2 separate regions of the Gossypium hirsutum genome follow, and region 1 is linked to region 2. Evidence: chromatin contacts called from public Hi-C data. All regions are on one chromosome and are shown on one strand. Each heading gives the region's core, a stretch centred on a gene start, on an enhancer-like site or on the middle of the called end of the contact. The rest is flanking DNA. Distances are from core to core; before and after follow the strand shown. Region 1 overlaps LOC107941977 (ubiquitin C-terminal hydrolase 13). Region 2 holds the start of LOC107941975 (putative axial regulator YABBY 2).

What was found. A called contact is a pair of places that touch in the nucleus more often than the background predicts.
Region 1: a Hi-C map of leaf shows a contact between it and region 2, with 3 times the contacts expected there. The contact joins the enhancer-like site here to the promoter of LOC107941975 in region 2. A contact is called at or near these places in 16 of 34 Hi-C or Micro-C datasets (anther, callus, cotyledon and 4 more).

What each region holds. Positions count from the first base shown.
Region 1 is chrD07:17,106,630-17,111,707 of Gossypium_hirsutum_v2.1, forward strand. It overlaps LOC107941977 (ubiquitin C-terminal hydrolase 13), which reads right to left. Exons shown (of 32, transcript XM_016875612.2): 23 at 4,795-4,972; 24 at 4,608-4,709; 25 at 4,448-4,519; 26 at 4,269-4,334; 27 at 3,857-3,922; 28 at 3,586-3,672; 29 at 3,354-3,470; 30 at 3,039-3,113; 31 at 2,858-2,944; 32 at 1,033-1,235. The coding sequence ends at 1,224. Among protein-coding and RNA genes, the nearest start is that of LOC107941977, 14 kb to the right of the region's middle. Within about 2 kb of position 1,267, at least 2 of the 9 cell types and tissues checked have an H3K27ac peak or open chromatin away from gene starts, as enhancers often do. A contact at or near this core is called in cotyledon and leaf, where this site is marked.
Region 2 is chrD07:17,060,837-17,066,096 of Gossypium_hirsutum_v2.1, forward strand. LOC107941975 (putative axial regulator YABBY 2) reads left to right here and starts at 2,122. Exons shown (of 6, transcript XM_041097616.1): 1 at 2,122-2,680; 2 at 4,245-4,364; 3 at 4,793-4,916. The coding sequence starts at 2,612.

The sequences.
Region 1 (5,078 bases), core at 17-2,516, 45 kb after region 2:
TTCCTTAAAACTTTTATTATTAGTTTTACCCTTTTTAATTTTCTTGAATAATGATATGTTTCAACAATGGAAATAAAATTAATGGTTGCACTTCATTATAACCTCAATAATTATTTACTTGTAAGTCTTTTATATACCAAAATATAATATGAAAACAAATAATATCTTCAAAATAATATCTTAATTATCATGATAAAACTTTATTCTCTCAATCTATTTTAAATTTAATAATTCTTTTCCTATTTTGTTGGAGTGTTGAGATTTACTAAACATTCCAGACCAACAATAATTGAGAAAAATTGGAACCAAATTTTACCGACTTAATTAAATGATAATAACTCAATCCAATTATGTCACGTGACAGTGTTTCAAATTGGACCGCTTCAATGTAGTTGATGTTAACAAAACATTTACTTGTCATGATTAAGACAAGCAACTATCTGAACCTATTGACATGAATCATGACTTGTAAGTCAAAAACAACTTTATTTGTTTAAAGCTCCTAGATTTTAAGGGGAGAGAATGGTTGTGAGAATAAGAGTGAAGATGAGGTTTGAGATTTTGTGGTTACACTTCTAGTGCCATAAAATAGAATTCCCCAGTTTCAAGTTCACAGTTCAAATGCCATAAAATGTACTTTCCGAGCTTTGATACTTATGTCACTATTCTTAAGAAAAGATATATAGCTTATCGAATATTTTAAGAACAGATATCTTGCGGCAACCGTAAATCTAGAAGAGCCTGGCCTTGATCTTAAAAAAAATGATAAATTGCAGTTAAATCCTTATAAAACTATAAATTAATATAACGGTATTGAATTTTTACCCAAAAAAATTTATTTCAATTTTATTCCCTATAATGATTTTCTAACTTTGGCTTGCCTAGCGGATTTATATTGAAACCCCAAATGTTGAAAAAACACCCATAAAAGTGATTGTACCATAAAAGTTCCAAATTCCTTTTTCCATTTTTTTTTTTTGCATGTTTGTTTAATTTTTGCCCATCTTCTCTTTAAACAAATGTTAATAGATATAAAAGACAACTGATAATAAGCAATCATTGAAACAAAGTAAAGGTTGATAGTTGAAACTGAATTTCAATCGGGGAGAAAAACCAATTTGGCTAAAGTGAGTGAGAAATGGGAACATAGGAGGTGAGGTGAGGGAAAATTGGTCCTGCAGTTACCGAGCTCATGTACCATGTTAATACAATTATGATTGAAGTCAAGTCACATCCTGCACAAAAAAGGAAAAGAGAGGAGATAAGGTCCACTATACTACTAAAAATCAGTAAGGCAAAAAGGTAATATAATATCTCCACCTTATCCTATGTATATATCTTTTGTCATTTTCCCTATTCTTTTTTTATTAATCGAGAATTTACTTGGATGACAGGCATCCACAAAGTGAATCGAACTTAAGCATGCAGGTAGTCATGGAGATATTGAAACAGTTAAGTCGTGAATTGACCATCAATAATCAGTTTAATTCAGTGGTCAATCACCAGTTATACAATTACAGTAAAAGAATTAGAGTCCCTAATTAACAACCTTTGGAAACAAAACATGATAACATAAAAGCAAGTGGTTATAGGTATAAAACAGTTTTGTTAGTAAGCAAGCTTTCTAATTCTACCACTAAAAAGTTCCACATACCACACACCTTAAGAGTTTATAAAAGATTTAAAATTACAATTTATCATAAACTTCGAAAATAACATTATTAAAAAAAAAACAACAATGAACATGGACCATAAAAAAATAATATCACCATGACAAGGCCTACAATGGGTAGGCGAAAAAAAAAGCAGTACCTAAATTGAATATCTTTATAACAAAATAGGTAATTGCTTCGACAGAGTGGAAAATATTTCTCAAGAGAAACAAGAAAATGGAAAATAAAATATATCCCATTATTATGAATAAATTTGATTTACTTTGGATTACTCCGAATCATAATACCAAACTCAGATTTGTAACCATATAAAAACAAGTTCAATATAAAAAGAAATCAGTAATGATTGAGATTGAGATTGGGATTTCAGAGTTAGGCGAAAGTAGCGCAAATATGAAGAGAATCTTTAGATATAATAATAATAAGCCATAATAATAGGCTTGAAAAAGAATGGCAATCAACCATTACAAAGGGCAGCAGCTAATGCTAAATGCATCAGATGATCTACATGGACAAAATCAGGGCAACCAACCAAAGGGAATGGCAAAAATCACAACCTTCTCCCAACTATACTGTGTATACATAAATTCACTAATAATCAAAATCTTGTTTATGTACTGACAAATTACACAGGCAACTTGCCCCCATTTACGTTTTGATTGAAGATTGAACCAACCAACCAACCTCGATTTAAAGACGGAAAGTAGTAGCAAAAATCTCAGCGGATCGTAATTGTCATTTGCAGATGCACACTTTGATTACGTAAAAGGAAGTAGTCCTTCAAATTGACACTACCGAAAGAATTACATTTATCCAACAAATCAACAAGCAAAGGTCACAGATGCCATTTCAGTGCTAACTTGTTGCCTCACATTGTCATTTGCTTTTAGTTCATGTAGAGTGCCACTCTTTTGTGCAATGTCACCAAAGGGAGGTAAAATCTAAAATAGTCCCTAATTGTATATTTTAACAGGCTTCTCAAAGGTGTGCCGGTTCTGCAAAGAAGCGTGATTTTATTAGAGTCTACTATTCCGGGCATCGCCAAAGGCCAGTCATTTTCATGGACTTGGAAAAAGCAGATAGATTAATCGTAGCCTTAAAGAATATCTTTATCCTTAGGGTATGTTTCTTATCAACTGATTTCTGCTGAAACTTTGGGAATACTTTTAATAAAGGGTTATTACCTGATTAGCAGCATAAGCTCTTTTCGGAGCATTGTCAGAGTGCTCCAGCCCAAGATACTGCTCCCAAGCACCATAAACATCTCGTCTCTGAGTATATGTATAGTAAAACCAAAATTAGAGTAAAATCCTAATGAAACTTGGAAAATTTTTCAAATATCTATAAGCAAAACAATGTCCACACCTGAAAACGACTAGATACAATATCAGAATCTTGAAGGTACTCCGGCCGGCCAAGTGAGAGGAATGCAAACTTCCACTGAAAAAACAAATAGGATTCATATAAATAAAACGAAGAATACATAACTGAAAAGGAAAAACAACTAGTTAAAAAGAAATATTAACACAAGATACATCACCATCAGAGTTCCTAATATACATCAATTCAAATTTTATTTACCCAGCCAAAAAGAGGAGAGAGAAAAGGGGTTGAACACGTTAAGAATTAGGGTAAATCAGTGAGCACAAGTTCACTTAGGATTCAGGAAGTACAACAAACCTTAGCAAAGTCCTCATCAGGAACTTGCAGCTTCTTTTGTATTCGGACTTTTATTTCAGCCAAAGTCTCACCTTCATGAATCACCAAGAAAAAGGGCTCTCCAAAATTCAGAATTTGCTGTCAAAACAAGAGGCAAAAACATTGGTAAGGAAACATAATAGTGATAAAGTAGTAATCTTAGGCAAAGCAAAATGGCAACTGAAGATAAGATGATGTGAAAAAAATTTATTACCATCTGGTTCTGAGCAGTTTCTTTAGTGAAGTGGTAAACATGAATTAGGCGATCATTTGGACCAAGATTTTTCTCTTCTTCTGGAATCTGTAAGATTAAGAAACAAAGATCAAAACCAGCACCCTATAACTTAAAGAAAGCCATTATCCAAGAAATGATATTCAAAAAATCTAAACCAACGAAATACAAGAAAAAGAAAATGATTCCTTAGATCATAGCAGGAAGCATGAGTGCATGCATAAGAGATAGAGAGCAGGGTGGAGGAACTGACCTCTTCTGCCCGTAATGTCCAGTACTGGTCATTTATATTCTCAATCTTCTCACTAGGTGGGAAAATCTGCAGAAATGTGATGGAAACAAAATTTTGTGACGAAAGGGAAGAAAAGGGAACAATAGGTGAATAAACGAACCCCAAATTAGCAAGCCAGAAAGAGCAGAAAATACAAACCACATAAAGGAATATACAATTCAAGAAACTAACCCATGAAACAATCTTTTCAACAAGCAATATCAAGTTTTAAACAGATGACAACTGATGGCATTAGAAGATTATGAAAAATACGATATTAGGCAATACATCACCCATACATCCAGATCAAATTAAATAAACATGACTCATTCCCCATTTCCAGGGTAAACACTGATATGAGCAAAAAGTAACCATGATAACATGACATTCAAACCTTGTAGATCTTGTGATAGAAAACTTCAAGCAACCGCAGTTCTGCATCAGGATGAGACAACTCTACCTGTTTCCGAAAGATTATTCACAATTTTTACTCTATTATTTAAGAAATTATCAATAAAAAGTATACATGCCCTCAACATGATCATTTGACCCATCAAATGAAAGAAAACTTACCTTTGTCTTAAGATCATTAATCACATCGCCCACAGTGCTCTGTTTTGGAAGCCTAATTGTATGGATAACAACCTGGATCACAAAAAACCCAATTTTAGTGTACTACAACAGAACTTTTACATCATTCATCAAAACTCTTAAATATGATCCATATACTCACTTCATCCTTAGTAGCATGATGAAAGGCTACCTTCAAGGTTTTCAAACCTTGTAATTCTGGTAGAGGGATGTCTAAAACTTCATAGTATAAAATATCAGAAGTCTGTCAACAAACAAAATTGGTTAGCTTTTAGCCGTATCATCATTTGGCCTCTCAATATGCATTGCTAAGGGGATTTGATTATTACCTGATTGTAGTGGACCAGCATGTCAGACAAATGATCCACCCCACGATACTTAATAGGCTGAGGTTTGGGTTGCTGAGAGTAACAATTGTGAGATGTAAGCCTGATTTTTGACGGATCATTCAAACCAAGTTGCTGAGCTACTCTTTCAACAACATCATCATAGGTATAAAGCCTTGACCTAAACATTCAAAAGGAAGGAGTGTAAGGCCTTGATCATCAAATTGATATTTAAAATAGCAGAAAATACCAGTAAAAAAAGGTATGTCAATAGAAAAAAAGTACAG
Region 2 (5,260 bases), core at 872-3,371:
TAATTCTGGGAGGAGGTATAAATGCAATTATCCCATTGAACCAAGGGAACCAAATTAAGTTGTGATGTGGCATTGTAACTTCAAATTGAATTGTTTTCAAACACACCTAAATAAAAATACTATAACACATAAAATTAGGTGCAAAGCAATGATTTATCATTAAGGCAATGCTCACCGGACTATGAATGTCATTTGGCTTTCTAATATAGCTGTAAATATTCGTTATAACAATAATTATAAATTAAGACACTAAATTTATAACACTTTCTTTCAACTTTTTTGTTCTTTACAACGTTTTTTTTTTGTTAATTTTTATGAAAAAGTAAAAATAATGAAAAAGTTGTTAATTAATTTTAAAAAACTAACTTAAATAAATTTTTAAGACACTTCTATCATCCTCCTCAAATTTCTTTACAGTAATTATTTAAGTTTTAACGTGGTTAAGTAAATTTTTCTTTATGATTTAAGGGTGTTTTTTTTATATAATATTTAGAACTATTCATAGACTCTTTTCAACTTTTAAATAGGAGGATAATGCATTTCAGCACACTCAAACCATGTCCTCCTGTACTAACAACAATATTGATACCAATCGAGCTAAAACTCAACGACGATTATATATATATTAATTTAAATTAATTATATTTATTAGCTAAACTTTAATATGAATTTTGAATATATTGAAAAATTAAAAGATAAATAATAATTGTATAAGTTAAAAACCACAATTTTAAAAAATATATATGTTAAGTTATAGGGAATAACTTATGTAAGATCCTAAAAATAAATAAAATTTTGCCACATCATCAAATTTTAAATATATGACATTATTTTTATACACTCACCCGTAGAGAAATTATGGACCTTTTTTACCACATTATTCATGGTCTCTTTTCAATTATTTAATCACATTTCAACAATTTTTTCCATGCCATTGACACATAATTTTGATAAATTTTTTTATCCTGAACCCTGGATATAGAATCCCGAACCCAAAACTCAAAACCTAGAACCCTAAACATGAGCTCATAACCCCAAATATTTAAACCATGAACCCCAAACTCATAACTCGTAACTCCAAACCCTTAAACATGAACCAATAACCCTAAATCATAAGCCTTGAATATTAAATCTTGAACCCTGAATCTCAAATCCCAAACTCTAACCCCAAACCTCAAGGTTCAAGGTTTAAAGTTCAAGGTTCGGGGTTCAAAGCAAAATAATTACCAAAATTATGTGTTAATGACATAGAAAAAATTGCACAAAAATTACTACTTTTTTTAAAATAGGTTAAACAAAAAAAATAACTTATGAAAAAAACTGATTAAAATTTGTAAAAGAAGAAAAAATATTTGTTTATAATTTAAAAAATTAAATATTTTAAGTAATTTAATTAAAGTTAAATTAAATTGGAGAAGATATTAGATATAGATGAATGTATAATAATACTTTGCTATCTTTAAAATTTAATAATGTGACACTATTTTATTGGTACCTAAAAACTATGCTTTTTAAGATAATCCTAATATGGTTTATTCCCTAAGTTATATATTAATGTAATTTAGAAATTTTTATAATTAATTTTTCCTTTTAACTTTTTTCAATAATTTAATTATTATTTTTAATATTCAAAATTAAACATTAATAGATTTTAAAATTGAAAAATTATTTTTTAGTATTTTTGAATAATCTAATTATTTTTAATATTTAAATTTATTTAATATTTAAAAACCATATACTATTTTTTATAAATAAAAATTATGTATTAAGACCATTTATCTTTATTATTATTTTGAGATTTTTTTATATCATTCATATCCGTGTTTGGAATATTCGTAATTATTCCTTCTAACAATGTCATATTCAAGGTTCAAACCTAGATCCTCCCCTTACAAGTATTGCACCTAACCATTTATTAATTATTTTCAGACTTATTTTTTTATATTATTTATGTCCATTTTACAATTCATGTTTAAGATTTATGCTTACCCCTCTAATAATTTCATCTCTAATATTTGAATATAATTTACCTTAGAATTGCACTCAAACTCTTATTAATTATTTTCTAAGTTTAAAACTCGATATTGAATATAAAACCCATTTTCTTGTATACTTTGGCTTAAAACATTCGGAAGCATTAATATATCCCCGCCCCCGCCCTTGCCAACCCCCCCCCCCCTTCGTCCGCTACTCAAAGCAGGACGATTTTCACCCACTCATTCCATCAATCATAACACCCCCTTTCTCTCTCTCTCTCTCTTCCTTTTCTTTCTTTGCCGTTCTTTCCATTTCCTTCCCACCATATTTACTTCACTACTTTCTTCCTAATTTCTCTCTCCCGATTGGACTGGACTTGTCATATCATATTTTTTGTACACTTCTCAAATCCCTCTGTCTCTTATAATTAATTCATATAAAATACAAGCAATACCCAATAATTTTCTTGTTCTTTGTCGTCCTACCATCTTCCCTTTCTTATTACTATTCTTCTTCTCTTCAACCTTGATCCATTTATGCTACTCTTTCTTTTTCTTTTCCTTCATTTGTTGTTGAGGAACGTTATATAGTTAGGAGAAAGAAAGTATTGAGAAGCCAAAAGAGAGGGGAAAAAATGTCAATGGACTTGACATCTGAACGTGTTTGGTATGTTCACTGCAACTTCTGCAACACCATTTTAGCGGTACTGCACTGAATTCCATTACTATATATTTCTTTCTTTCTCCACCTCTCAACGTGTTTGGTATGTTCACTTTATTTATTTATTTTAAATGTCTTTCCTTTCTGTAAAAGTGAGTTGAATTTGCCATGACTGGCTTGTTTCTGTTTGTTGAAATAGTTTTCGTTATTTTCTCGAAGAACAAAGTGGGAGATTTTTCTTGATTTAACCTGAAAGATGTCCCAAAAAATCCACGTTACCTACATGATTCATGGTTGATGGATCGTGAGATTTTTCTTGATTTTAACTTGGAAAATGACTAAAAGCAACGATCTAGAATTCCCATCTAAAACAAGCACAAGTGTTGTAGTTGGAGCGAAGTGAAAGCATTCTGGAAGGCCCTTTCAAAGTTTGATCTCTCATGAGCAAGTAAATGAAAGCTTGGGCAAGTGAGTGATAAAACTTTCCCGAGATAGCTACAGATAGGCTAAGCCTAGGGTTCTTCCAGGTCAATGTACAAGTCAAAAAATAGACGAGTTTCTTTCATTTTCTGCATTTCAACCTCATGGTTATGGTATTTCATGTCCGATTTACTAAAGTCATCTCTCTAAGTGCAAGTTCATGGTTATGTTTTCTGGTCAAAGCTGGAAATTAAAATAATGATTTTTCAAAGATCTTTTCCTCTTTAAGGCGGTGTTGCTTTTGTTTTCTAACCAAGCACTGGAACAACGCACTCATCTTTATTTATGATCGATATTCGATGATATCATCATCAACTTCTTTATTATATAATCTGTTGCATAGGTTGGGGTCGGTCTGACCTTTTAAGTACAAAAATGGTTTTTTTTCTTTCCTTATACAAAGAGGTTGTGGAGAGAGAGCTTGGCCAAGAGAGAAATCATGGGGTACCCAATAACTTTTTTTTTCTTCATTCATATATAAACATGCCTCTGTTAAGCAAACCCCTTTTGAAAACCAACAAAAATTACATTTAAAATACAATCTAGTCGCGTTCTTTTCATCTTTCTCTTTCTCTTTCGTCAATCAGGGCTTATACATATGCGTGTGTGTGTGTGTGTTTTTCCTATCTTTTATAATCTTGGTTGCGGTGTCAGGCGCACCGAAAGGAAAGCAGATATTGGAAGAAGTCCTTTGAAGTTAATAGTTATAATTATTTGCCCATGTAATTTGGTATCTGATATTAAAGAGACTCATATTAAAATTTGAAAGGATTAGTTCATGAATGCTTTCGCTTCTGTTTCTCCTTCTGTCAAACTGATTTGGCAGGACTTGGGATGTTCCAAGTTTCTATATTATGAAACTTCAGTCTTTTGGGGGTATTCTGGGTCTGGATATGGCAGATCTGAAGACTGTATGTGGGAATTTTGGAATCTAAATAGATATGAGGCTTGGATTTCTTGCTTAGGGTTTGAAATTGTTTTAAACAGCTTTGAATGACCAAAAGAGAAAGATAGGGTTGATGGCATGCTGTGCTGACAAAGCTTAACAGCTTCAGACATGGTTGCATTTTGAGCAGGTGTCACGACATTAAGAACCATTAACAATTCAGAAATGGTAACCTTTGCAGGTTAGTGTTCCATGCAACAGTGCGTTCAACATCGTGACTGTTAGATGTGGGCATTGTGCCAATCTGCTGTCTGTAAATATGGGAACTTCACTTCAAACAGTTCCCAGTCAAGATGCTCAGGTAATTTCAGCTTCTTTTTTTGTGCTCCCCCCCGCCCCCCGGTTTTTCGGGACATTCTTATCACTTTCTCAAATATTAATTAAATAAAATAATAATTTAATAAAGAATGTTAGCAGTAAGACAAGGAATAATATATAATATTACTTTTTCTTTTTGAGTGACCAAAGGTTCCTAAGCATATTATTTTATGGGTTTATAAGATAGGGTATGAGTCAATCATTGTTTGTTTCAGATGATTTCAACCTCTTTCATCTGATTTATTCCCCAACTTTTTAGTTTCTCCTATAGGGTTTTTTGAGGCTAAATCTTTAGCTTACGCCCCAAGTTTAGGTTCAATAGAATTTTACCTCTTTTTCTTTTCTTAAATGTTATTAAAGGCTTTGTGGGCCAATTCTTTGGATGATTTACTTGTTTGTTTTGTCTTGTAGAAACAGCAGATAACGATTGATGAAGATCATTCAAATAAGGAATGTGGGTCGTCTTCCAAATGCAACAAGTTTTCTGCAGTTGATTCTACAGAGCAAGAAGCAACTAGAATGCCACCTATTCGCCGTTTGTCTCACTCTCTCAATCTTTTATATATAATGTGTGTCATTCAAATGCATTGAGATAGGTGCCATTCAGTAAATTTTACATGCATAGCTGATACCAAAGTGCGTTAAATGCTGAACCAACTACCAATGCCTTTTTGATGATGGATAAACGTCTCCCCTCACAAAAGGCCGTAATATAGTAAATAACGAGGCTGAATCAATCACACAACATTATGATACAGGGCCACTTGAGGAGCTAGCTTTCACCTATCAAGCAACTCATTTGATTTTTCCTCTCAACCATGGCCCCTCCCAAGATGGTGACCTTACACACAACAAGTTTAACTCATTAATTATTAACAA